Linked DNA regions of Mus musculus: all the other regions are linked to region 1. Evidence: chromatin contacts called from public Hi-C data. All regions are on one chromosome and are shown on one strand. The core of a region is the stretch at or near the end of the contact, and the rest is flanking DNA. Distances in the headings are between cores, read along the strand shown.

Region 1 (3,984 bases), core at 796-3,295:
TCTGAGGCCTCAAACCTCCATCTTCAATGATTGTCCCACCCGAGTGCCCCTCCCCCGCCCCAGCCCTCTTTCCAGCCCCGGAGCCATGTCCTTTTGAAGCACACATGCTTGATTGATGCCGTGCCACAGACTCATTATCGTCCAGGCCATTATCATCCAGGCCGCATGCTCAGACTTCAGCGTGATGCGGTCGATCATCATTAACAGAAGCAGCAGACAACATAATTTGTGAGTGGGCATTTAAGCCAGAAGCAGCATTAAAATCAGCATAATCTAGGCTACAGGGGAGCGATGGAAACCAGACCATCTAAGAAAACTCAGAACAGGGCGGACTTTTTACATTTGGCCTGTAAAGGTCAGCCAAGCATAAGGGCAGTCAGCCGGGGATGGCGGTGCTGATGGTGGTGCGGATGGCGGTACGGATGGCGGTGCTGAATACCCAGGAAGCCCCCAATGTGTTCTCAAGGCGGATGGACAGTGGCTATCAAGACAGACTCCCCTAGTGCTCAGGAGGGAAGCTGAAAGGGTTCCTGGGAGGCAGGTTGAAGAGAAAGCACATCCTCCACACAGTGGCCTGTCTCCACCCAGCCTGGTGCAGACTCAGGACAGGGCTCCAGAGGTGCTGGACAAAGCCACCTGGCTAAACTGGGATGGCTTGGGAAGGTGGGAAGGGGACGCTGGAGCCGTGGGACGGATTCCACCACAGAGCAAAGTGTTTGCTGACCTCGAGTACGAACTTCAGTAACCCTGAGGAGAGGAGGAAAGGACGGAGCCCTGCTGGAGAGAAGAAAAAGGAAATCTCAGAGAGATGAATGCAGACCACGAGTGTTCTTAGTTTAGGAGAACAGTTGAAGATCAGGTGGCAGGGAGCCACAGGTGATTCACGTGACAGTGATGGAAGAAAGAGGGAGGAGCTGCTATGAGTGTGTGTGTGTGTGTGTGTGTGTGTGTGTGTGTGTGTGTGTGTGTGTGAGAGAGAGAGAGAGAGAGACTATTCCGCACAGGCAGACAGCTACCCTACAACAGAGATTGCAAAAGGTCTGCCCCTCTCTGAGGATGCTGGCAGTTCCCAGCCACCCACTCCAGGAAGCAACTGATGTTCCACAGAGTTCTGTGTTGCGGATCCAGATGTGTTGCGGATCCAGATGCCAGATGCCACTGAAGATAGATTTGTTATGTGTGTGTGGGTGGGGTGCTGGGGGTGCAGGAGTCCTGGGGTCAATTTCGGGTTACCGGGCTTGACCTCAAGCACCTACTGAGCCACCTCACGTCCCTCAATCCAGCTTTTACTTGATTCTGGCTTCCAGTGCGCTCGCTATAGTCCGGGGGAATGTGAATATAGACACAGCTAACCAAGTCTGGCCCTGCACTAATTTCTATAAATGGAGGTTTTCTTGAGACACACGTTCGCCAATCTTTTCACATGCTGTCTCTGGCTCCTTGGCTACAATGACTGAGTGAAGAGTTGACGTAGACTTCTAAAGGCTGAAAATACTCTCTGACTTTTTACATAAAGTTCATGGACTTAGACATAGTGGACACAGCCCATAGCTTTTACCCAAGTTCACTGCTGAGCCCTCACTGTCTCTCCGTGACCTCATGGGTACTATTTGCAATGCATCTCAGAGGGAGGGAGTCTCACCTCTCTCCAGCAATGTTAACCACCACCACCAACAGAGAAGAGAGAGGTAAATATTATCAAAAAGGCACTCTCATTCCTCTCAGCAGTTCAGTTAAGACAAGAGACATAGGCAGAAAGCAGCCAGCCTAGAACTGGTGTGTCACTACTGCCACCAGGTGTCTACAGGCTGCTACTGCACCTCAGTGTCCTACTGGATCAGTGGCAGGGATCAAAAATCAGCGCCCAGGGGGCATGTGGTGGCATAGACCTATAATCCCATCCTTTGGGAAACTGAGGTAGGAGGATTTATATAAGTTCAAGATCAGGTGGGTCACATCACATGTAAATTATCAGATGAGCTAGGTACCTCGCCAAATTAGGTCTCAAAAGGGGGGAGGGAAGATTGGCCAAGGATACAGCTCAGTTGATAGACTGTGTGTCTAGCATGCACAGGGTCCCGGGATTAATCACCAGCATGGAGTAAAGCAGGCATGGTGGGCCGCATCTGTAAATCCCAGCACTTAAGAAGAGAGAAGGTGAATTTAGTGCTGTCCTCAGCTGTATAGTGAGTTTGAAGCTAGCCTAAGACACATGAGAGAGACACTGTCTTAAAAAAAAAAAAAAAACCAAACCCAAAACCTGTCCTCTGAGTAAGGAAGAGTCAGCCAGGCATGAGCAGTCTGTGGGCCAAGGGAAACACGTCTTAGCTTAGTGTTGCTTTCTGATCTGGTCCCTCCGTGGTTTCTTTTGGCTCCAACCACAAAGAAATGCCGAAGCCCGTATGTCCTTGGGGAGTCGGATGATTAAAGTGGTTTTCCTTTTCAGAAGTATCATTAAGAGGAGACCACACCTCTCAGCCCTCACTTCAAGGTACACATAACTCGAACCAGAAGGGAGAGCGAGTGAAGCAATCTTATGCTTAGACGTTGTGCTTTGCACCCCGTTTCCAGCTTTGGCGAGGGGGTGTTTATAGCCTGGACCGATGGCTCCGACCGGTGTCCGGCTGCAGGGCTGTGCAGAACGGGCAGTGCTGGCTGCAGATCGGACAACCCACAAACGGGCCTCCCCTGGTTCCCTGCACTTCGTGCTGCATGCCCCGGCCGGCTGCTGGTGCCCAGTGTTCAGACACTTAATCAAGGATGTCTGCTGGGTTAACCACCACTTTCAGACCAAGTCTGTGCCTGTTCCAAGTCTGCATCTGATAGCAGATCAAAGAGTAGAGACCATAAACGACATACATCTTTCGAGCTATAAAACACAGGCGTTGCTATATGACCAATCATGGGATGTGGGGGTCAGAACACACTCGTGGAGTAGCGATGGCTTTGTTTTCCTGTCTCACCGAGCTTCTGAGGAGCAGCCTGTGATAGCTGCTCCCAGCAAGAATCCACAGAGTGCGTGCTTGCCTCTATGGGCACCAAGTTCACCTGCCTTTTAGGGACATTCCAGGGAGACCCTCCCTGTCCCCGGGTTGTTGCTGTGGAGCTCCCCCTGCCCTCTGTCTTAGCCTCTCTGGAAACCTTCTCTAGGCTGAGGTATAGCTGGTGAGTTAGCAAGAGGGTGTGCAGGCAAAAGTGCGATGCCTTTTACCCTGCCGGCCCCTCTCCTCACCACAGCCCTTCACTCGACTCCCCTGCTGCAGGCCTTTATCTGCACCCAAAGATCTTGTCCTCCGTTTCACCTAAGCGAGCCAGCCTTTCTCCCATGTAGCTGTCCTCTAGGGAGATCTAGAGTGGTCCACCCACAATCCTCTTCCCACAGTTTTCCCTTCCAGGCCACTGGCATTGGAGAACGGCCCACAGCGCCACCATGTGGTAGTCTGGCTTCAAGACTCACTATGAGGCAATGGGGGAGAAAGGCTTCAAAAAGGCCAGTGAGGTGCGTCTCTGAGTTGCCTCACCTCGAGAGGCTTAAATAGAACTTCTCTAAATTGGTGTTGGGCTACATTTACTCTCTCCATAAAGCTAAAGTCTATCTGTCTATTAATCTTTTCTATCTTTATCTTCTATTTATCTCCTTCTGTAGGAGTTGGTAAACATTCCCTAGATGTTTTGCAAAAGTCGTGTTTATCTCCCCGCTATCTGGCTCTCAGCATTTCCCACCTCGTTTACCTCATCACAAAGTAGATTCATCATCCTTACTCCTTCTTTCCAAGAATTAAAATAGAGCATTTGGGTGATCCTCTGCAAAGAGACCAATAGAGCAGGAAGCTGTAACAATCAACGAGGTGTGGGGAGGCCAACCGCAGAGGCCCCTGTTTGCTATTGTGGGTTATTGTACGTCACGTTTAGTGTTGTAGTAACTTTAGTAAGATTCATTTATCTTATTTTGTCTGTATGAGCGTTTTGCCTGTTTGTGCACCA
Region 2 (3,984 bases), core at 553-3,052, 450 kb before region 1:
CCACCATGTGGTTGCTGGGATTTGAACTTCAGACCTTCGGAAGAGCAGTCGGGTGCCCTTACCCACTGAGCCATCTCACCAGCCCCCTGTTTGTGTTTTTTGAAGACAGGGTTTCTCTGTGTAGCCCTGGCTGTCCTGGAACTCACTCTGTAGACCAGGCTGGCCTCGAACTCAGAAATCCGCCTGCCTCTGCCTCCAGTGTGCTGGCATTAAAGGCGTGCACCACATTGCCTGGCAAGAGATCCTTTTATAGTGAGTCTGGCACACCTGGCTGTTGCCAGGTAACTATGGGGTGGAGCCTAGAAGGAATGTCAACAGGTGCTGTACCCATTTGAGAGATGGGAAGGCTTGTGGGCCAGTGAGGGGCAGAGTTGAAAGCCAGAGGCAACACAACTCTCTCCTACTGGTTTGCCCTAGTGCCCTGTTACAGCTACCTCTGACCCACAGACCTGACTCCGACACTGTTGTCTATTCTAAACCACATTTCTCTTTCATCTTGACAACCTCCAGGTGAGGGACCCATACAAGGACAGTCAGAGTAGGGGGAGGAGGTATAAATTCCCCATGGTAACCCAATCACGGTCAGAACCCCAGGGATATCCCCATCCCAAGTTACTTTGGACCCCGTGTTTTAGTTTCACTAATTTTGACATCTCTTTTGGTTGGTGGTGGTGCTGGGCTTGAATTGAACCAGCCTCGTGCTCCGCAGCCGGAACTGGACCCCTAGACCAGACACTGAACTTTTTTTTTTTTTTTTTTTTTTTTTTTTGGTTTTTTGAGACAGGGTTGTTTCTCTGTATAGCCCTGGCACTCACTTTGTAGACCAGGCTGGCCTCGAACTCAGAAATCTGCCTGCCTCTGCCTCCTGAGTGCTGGGATTAAAGGCGTGCACCACCACTGCCCAGCGACACTGACCTTTTAGGTTTGATTTTCACACAATATGGACAGTTTGAAGTTTTCATGGATAGACGGGGAGATGGGGGAGAGGTCGGGGATGGGGTGGGATCCTGAGAGACAGGGTTTCCAGAGGACAGTGAAGGAGCTGAGGGACCGTGAGGCAACTCTGGGGAAAAAGGAGGCTGAGGCCTACACCACCCCACCCCCACTTCCTTTAAGTAGTTAGGGAACTTTCACTTTGGGTTGGCTCCGTTTCCTCTTTATTGACTATTTCGCCCCTGGCTTTTATTGCTTTTAATGATCATTCATAGGTGGGGCTTCCTCTACCCAAGCACGCGGGATTTAATTCCGGGAGGTTCCCTGGGAGGGTACTTAAGAGCCCATGATCACCAGACAGAGCTATCAAAGCCAGGTCACCTTGCTGAAAAGTTCCTCCACTGCTCAGACCGGGTCTGGACTCGGGCGGACCTGCTTCTCCCGCCCTCCAGATGGAGAGGGAATCCACGGAGCCCAAGCTCCTGCTCGTGGTCCAGAAGTGGGTAACGTCCTGGAGGGAGTTGTTTTCTTACCATTGTTCAAAACTGGAAGAGCCAAGAGAGAGCTTCCCCTTGGTTCCTGGGGAGGGGATGTGCTCCTGTTTCTGCGGACCGCACGTCGGTTCCGCGGCAGAGCACTGGGGGCTGTGGGGCGCGACTCCTCAAAGCAAGACCTGCTCTGTCTACCCTACTAGGAGCTTGTGGGGGGCGTCTCAGGCTTTTAGATTTGAACCTGGGAGGCCAAGCAGCCGAGTTGAGTTCCGTGGCAGTCATTGGCTGCTGCGACGGAGTGACATCAGCGCGGAGGGAAATGGGAGGGAGGGCTGGGAGGAGCCTGGGAGGGGAGTGTCCTAGCTTCTAGCACACTCGGAGCCCCGGGAGCCAGAGGAAACAAACGCCGGCGCTGCCATGGGTCGCCAGCCTTGCCGAGGCGCCAAGCACACCGAGGGGAGCGTACAGCCGCACCTGGTCCGCGCTCGGGGAGCTGGGGACCGAGGTAGGCGACGAGCATCCGTTTGTGGCCCAGTGGCCGCGTGAGGCCTGGGTAGGCTCGAGACCCCTGGTGACGTGGAGAAGGTAGAAAGACCCGGGGATGGGGAAGATGAGGACCTAGGAGCAGGGCGCGCGCGCACACAAACACACCCCTCTGTGCCCAGCGTGGGTAGGCATGCCTGGGACCAGACCCAGAGTCACATACCGTGTCCCAGAAAATCATTTGCGGAGGAGGGGGTAACAACAGGGCTCAGCGTCGCCAGTACGCCCCGATCTGGCCACGGGGACTGTTCGGGGTGGGGTGAGTGGGCAGGTTTTAAAGGTCCACCCCCTCGCGCAGGAATGGGGTGTGTGTTGCCGTGGGCAGGCACACAACAATCGGCGGCGGTCGCCCCGAGGGGGGCGTGTGCGCACAGACTTCTCCATGAATAACCGCTGAGTTCGTCGGTAGTGGTAGAGGGGTGTACGCGTGCTCTCCCGTGTACACACACTGCTTTAGGCGCCACCCGGTGTCGCCCGGCCGGGGAGAAAGGAGGGCAAGAGCCGGCTGGAAGGCAATAGCCTAAAGAGCAAATACTCCCCGCCCGTCGGAGCCCTTCCTTCTCCCGCCCCGCCCGCCTCCCTTGGAAGACTTGGAGGCCAAGGCCGCAAGAGGCGCAGGGTGGGGCTGGGCCGAGCTGGCGGTCCCTTAGAAACCTGGGACGAGGCTTTACGCGGGGGGACCTGCGCGCGCGCCCGGTACGTCCGAAGCATGGGGCTCGAGGCTTTTTCAGGGGCGAGTAGGTAGCGGTTGGTTAATGATTTAACCGCTGGCTTGGGACGTTGAAGGCTGCGATCCTGATCTCTGGCTCCTCCCCATTCCTGGAGCGCCCCCAGCCGGAGGAACAAATCTGCCCTCCTGTGTCTGTGGCGTCGTCTGCTGGAGCTGCCTTTCCCCTTTGGGGGACCCCTGGTTGCTGTGGGTGAGTGTCCTAGACTGGCGGGGTGGATGGCGGTTGAGCTTCCTGGGAACAGACCGTAGGACTTGCGTGTGTGCCTGCGGGGGGAGGGGCGCTCCCTCTCTGTTAACTCAAACCAGGTTCCTTGTGTTTGCCCAATGAAATACTGCGGCCTGGGCTTCGGAAGTTTTCTTTTTCTCCCGGGGAGAATGAAAAGGAAATACAATGCTTTCTCTTTTCTTCTTGGCTGGGAACTTCTCCCTCCCCCCCCTTCACCCACCCTCCAACAGTCTCACCTCTTGCAATCTGACCGGCTCCCACGTCTCTCCCTGGGCCGACAGCTCCCATTCTTTGCCCAGGTAGTTGAGCCGTTGAATGAGGAAAGCTTCCTTGTGGGTGTCTTTACTTTGAAACCTCTTGTCCATTCTCGCTGGAGCGGTTGGGATACTTTTCATCCTTACCCCCAGCAACCATCTGGACCCGAGATCTGGGGAGCATAAACAATGAGAGGCCCCTGGCAGGGGGCCTCTGCCTTGCAACTTCTTTGCCCTGTCTGGGTTTCCAGTAACGCCTGCAGCAGCCTCTCCCGCCCCTTTCTGAGGCCTGGCTGGAGGAGGGGGGGACCACCAGTGGGATGGAGTGAATTTTAAAGAACAAAGAACAGGGCCCACAGCATGGGGAACCTTAGCTACAGGTTTCTCCCAGAACTGGGGAGGTGGGGTTGGAGGGACGTGCTGGAGCAGAGCCAGGCCTCTGGGCAGCCCAAGGGCAGTTGGCAATAGTGGGGCATCACTAGAGACCGGGAAGCTACTATGCATGTCAGGGAGCTGATACAGGGCTGAGTGTGGGAGGGACCATGTGCTACCAGCCCTGATCAGCTGCCTGTATGTGACTACTGATTAATGTGGTTTATCTCCTCTGTGAACAGGGACTTTGCCCCTTAACTATTTCCCACTGAGTGGAACCTTGGGAGATACGGGCGGGAGGAGAGCTTCTCAGCTCCTGGTGATCGATCTTAGCGCGGACTTTAAGGAGCTGGATGCTAAAGCGAGCCTGCTCCCAAAGCAGTATTGATGTGGGGGTGTCTCGGCCCCTCTGGTAACTTCTCGGGGTTTGCAGGA
Region 3 (3,984 bases), core at 482-2,981, 290 kb before region 1:
AAAAAAAAAGCCAAGTCTCATAGTGTACACCTGTTAACCCCGGGGGTCAAGAGGCCCCCTGGAACTCACTGGCTAGGCAGCCACGGTCAGTCAGTGAGCTGCGGGTCCTGTGAGAGATCCTGCCTCAAAAGCTTTGAAAGCGATAGAGGAAGACAGCTGGTGTTGGCCTCTGACCTACACATGTGCACATGTGCACCCATGCATGTGTGCGCACACACGTGCATGCACACACACAGACACACACACACAGACACAGCACACAGACATCATGCACACTTATACATACAGAAACCAGAAGAAAATTCAGAACTCTTTTAGGCTTAGTTTGATCACATCATATCCATAAAGGAAATTATATATATAATTTATATATGCAAACATAGGAATAGGATCCTTACATACACAGAAAAATAATGGGATAATGGGATAAACCGGAAGAGGGATTATTTGATATCCTTGTCATTTGAGTATGATACTTTACCTTTTTCAAATCGCTCAAACTCAAGGTAGCTTTTTATTTTTATTTTTTTCACAGTATTTGCCTGGGGCCCTACTGATGCTAATCCAGACTGGTAGGTTTAAGACATACATTCAAGTCAGGCTTGGTGGTGTGTATCTGGAAACTGAGGTAGGGGAGTCATGTGTTCCTGGCCAGTTGGGGTCATGAGGAGAGTTTAAAATTAGCCTGGGTACATTGGTACTTTGGAACTCCATCTCAAAAGAAAATGTGTGTGCAGGGGTGGTGAGATGGCTTGGCGAATAAAGGGGCTTGCTGTTAAACCTGACAACCTGAGTTCGATTCCCTGGGTTTACAAAATGGATGGAGAGCACCAACTTCTACCACCAAGTTGTCCTCTGTCATGTGCTGTGGTGTGCACAGGTTTTTGGTGTGTGAGTGTATGTGTGTGTTTGAGACAAGGTCACATGTATTCCAGGCAGGACTCAAACTTATTCTGTATCCATGGACAAGTTTAAACTCCTTCCCTCAGGAGGCGGGGGATTACAGGTGTGTACTGCCACACCCAGTTCATACTATACAGAGGATGAAACCTAGGGCCTAGTGCATGCTGGGTAAGCTACAGTCCCCCAATCCAGCTTTTCCAAGATGCTAAATTGTGCTGGGAGGAGGTCAAGAACACATTTTTTGTTTTGTTTTGTTTTGTTTTTGTTTTTTGAGACAGGGTTTCTGTATAGCCCTGGCTGTCCTGGAACTTACTTTGTAGACCAGGCTGGCCTCGAACTCAGAAATCCTCCTGCCTCTGCCTCTCGAGTGCTGGGATTAAAGGCGTGCGCCACCATGCCCCACAAGAACACATTTTATAATTGGCAAAATATATACAGGCTTGCCTTCCTCCCAAGCAGTAAGGGTGGGTAAGGCCCCTGCCCCCGCTGGTCTGGAGGCAGTTATGGGGGGCTTTTGGCAGTCCCCAAACATCACGCTGTGACACAAATAGTAAACAGCACTCCTCTGCAGTGGGGGCAGAGCTGTGAGTGCCCCAGCCTGGGATGGCTTCTCAGCTGCCTTCTGTTAGATAGCTGGGGAGGATGCAGATGGATCACTGTGGCTATCAACAACAATCACTTCCCCACCCCCTTTTAGACAACGCCATCAGAAAGCGGCTGATGTGACTCAGAATGGTCCGGGAATGAAAGGCAAAAGGCTTCTTATTGCCTTCTGTGGGTTAAATAATAGAGAGCAGTTGTGGGTGGAGGGGCAGATGGCACGAGCTCCCAGCAGCTGGAGGCTGCTTGTCTTCATTACTGTCACCAACAGAAGGCTTCCTCTTAGACATGGGATAGCCTTTGGTCACCCAGCTGATTCTCTTCAGGAGCCTGCAGGGTTCAACCTGGCCTCTTTTTCAAGACTCTAATGAACCCGTTAGCTGGCAGGAGGCTCACACTCACTCCTGTAAGCACCTCTCTCCTTTGTCCGGACTTGTGGTCCTTAACTGGGGCCCTCTCTGGTCCCATGGGAGACTGCCTTAGCTGTTACATCCGAGTTTCTGCTAAGCAGGCTATTGTGTGTGCCCTGTCTGGCTTGGGTACTCCTCTGCGCTGTGTTTGGGAAGCTGTAGCCAAACAAAGCAGCCTCTGAGGTCCAGATGATCCGGTTGCCCCACCCTTTCCTGAAACACAGAGACAAGAAAATGGACCAAGGATTTGGTTGGTGTCTGGTGCAGCCTCTTACAGGGCAAGGCCCTAATTGTATACAAAATGCTGTCTTTCACCCAGCACTGAATTTGGAAGGTTCCCCTTGGTGTAAACACAAGAAGAAATAGTGCATGCCTGGAGCCATAGATAGAGTGAGGGACAACTCCCATGTAGTGGTTCGGTATCCTTCGTGCATGTCCTGGGGAGCTGGCTGAGGTTTGGGCCCAGGGTCATCCACTCAGAAGCCTGGCACTCTGCATCTTTAATAGACCCCCGTCTATGCTGGGTGTGTGAGCATCACAGGTTGAGAGGCAAGGCATAAACCTGACCCCTGAGGCCCCGTGGTTAGGACTGGCATTGTTCCTTTCAGGGCTAAAACGGGGAAGCCCTTCTTGAAGCTCTGTAGCTGTGTGTTCAGTTTTCCTTCACTGTTGCGACCCAGCAGCCTGGGCACTGACTCAATGGCCCTGGGAAGATCTGGATGGTTGGTCACCCGGGGGAGGGCTGTGTGGTTATGTGTGTGTAGGTGTGTGTGTGTGTGTACACATGGGGAGGCCGGAGGATAACTTTGGCTGTTATTCCCAGGAGGACTGTCCATCTTCTTTCAGGACATCTCCTTGTCCTGAAGCTCATTAATGAGGCTAGCTTGGAGCCAGGGATCTTCCAGTCTCTACCTATCACGGAGGGGATTGTCGGGGACAACTTAGGTGTCAACCTCAATCTTGCACCTTGTCTGAGACAGGCTCTCTTGATTGATTGCTTACAGTTGTGTACCTCAGATTAGCTGGCCCTCGAGGGCTTCAGGTTATCCTCCTGGATTGTAGTTCCTCTGCCTGCCATCTTGCCACAGGAATGCTGGGACGGCAGATGTGGCCAGGATGCCTGGCTTCATGTGGCCTCTTGTGATTCAGACTCAGGTCGTCGTGCTTTGGAAGTAAGCACTTGATGCACTTGCCACCCGGTTGGGCGTTTTGACTGTCCCTTGGTGAAGAAAGTTCTCTGAATACCCTGGTGTGTAAATCTCAGTGCTATAGACACCTGTGACGTCATGAATTTTCCTGACTCATGGCAGAGTCCAATTTTGACCACTGGATAGTTTCTCGCCCGCCACAGGACTTGCGTTCTCTATCCCAGCATCCCTTTGCTCCAATCTTTTCTTCTTCCCTTCCCAGTAACTCACTGCTCCCAGATTCTTCTCTGGCCATACTGTGAGCAGGCCATATTCTCGACTGTGAACTTTAAATTATTTCTTGCCATATAATTCTCAAGTTTTTACCTTTGAGGAAATGAGTTTGGGGTGTGTAATGGCTATTCTTGGTTGTCAAGTTGACTGTCTCTGGAATGAACTACAATCCAGAATTCGAAGGCTCACCTGTGATCCAGATCTTGAGGCTGGAAGGCACAGGCTTCTGACCTGGATCTTAGCATGGAGATCTCGAGGCATAGTGGCTATGAAAAGCTTAGGCCCAGGCAAGGTAGTACAGGCCTTTAATTCCAGGAGACTAAGGCAAGGAGATCTCTGAGTTCAAGGTCAGCCTGGGACGAAGCAAGTCCCAGATCCAGGCATGGTGGTATACACCTTTAATCTGGGCCACACCTTCTACTGGAGACCTTCATAAGGACATTGGAAGAAGGAAGCTTCACTCTTCTTGGCCTGTTTGCACTTACTAGCTAGAACGTCTGTTGGAACCTACTTCTACAGAAGACTAGCTGAAACAACTAGCCTCGTGGGACCGAGCAACTATAGATTCTTGGACTTCTAACTCACAGCTGACCATTGTTGGGGAATTGGACTACAGACTGTAAGTCATCATAATAAATTCCTTCAATATA

The links. Hi-C and Micro-C count contacts between places; a contact is called where the count stands out from the background.
Region 2: a contact with region 1 is called in a Hi-C map of the N1E-115 cell line, with 8 times the contacts expected there. The contact joins the promoter of Cdc42ep4 here to the enhancer-like site in region 1. A contact is called at or near these places in 1 of 39 promoter capture datasets (frontonasal cranial neural crest), 1 of 484 Hi-C or Micro-C datasets (the N1E-115 cell line) and 7 of 115 datasets of contacts at active chromatin or transcription factors (craniofacial prominence, embryonic basal ganglia, embryonic forebrain and 4 more).
Region 3: a contact with region 1 is called in a Hi-C map of the N1E-115 cell line, with 4 times the contacts expected there. The contact joins two enhancer-like sites. A contact is called at or near these places in 2 of 15 datasets of contacts at CTCF or cohesin (both in the NIH/3T3 cell line), 4 of 484 Hi-C or Micro-C datasets (the G1E-ER4 cell line, the N1E-115 cell line, bone marrow-derived macrophages and 1 more) and 4 of 115 datasets of contacts at active chromatin or transcription factors (differentiating embryonic stem cells and embryonic stem cells).

The regions. Positions count from the first base shown.
Region 1 is chr11:113,295,797-113,299,780 of GRCm38.p6, reverse strand. The region is part of intron 7 of Slc39a11 (solute carrier family 39 (metal ion transporter), member 11); the gene reads left to right. Among named protein-coding and RNA genes, the nearest start is that of Gm51927, 11 kb to the left of the region's middle. Within about 2 kb of position 2,045, at least 36 of the 459 cell types and tissues checked have an H3K27ac peak or open chromatin away from gene starts, as enhancers often do. A contact at or near this core is called in the N1E-115 cell line, where this site is marked.
Region 2 is chr11:113,749,633-113,753,616 of GRCm38.p6, reverse strand. Cdc42ep4 (CDC42 effector protein (Rho GTPase binding) 4) reads left to right here and starts at 1,802. Exons shown (of 2, transcript NM_001163346.1): 1 at 1,802-1,929.
Region 3 is chr11:113,582,053-113,586,036 of GRCm38.p6, reverse strand. It overlaps a transcript of Slc39a11 not described here. Among named protein-coding and RNA genes, the nearest start is that of Slc39a11, 18 kb to the right of the region's middle. Within about 2 kb of position 1,731, at least 22 of the 459 cell types and tissues checked have an H3K27ac peak or open chromatin away from gene starts, as enhancers often do. A contact at or near this core is called in the N1E-115 cell line, where this site is marked.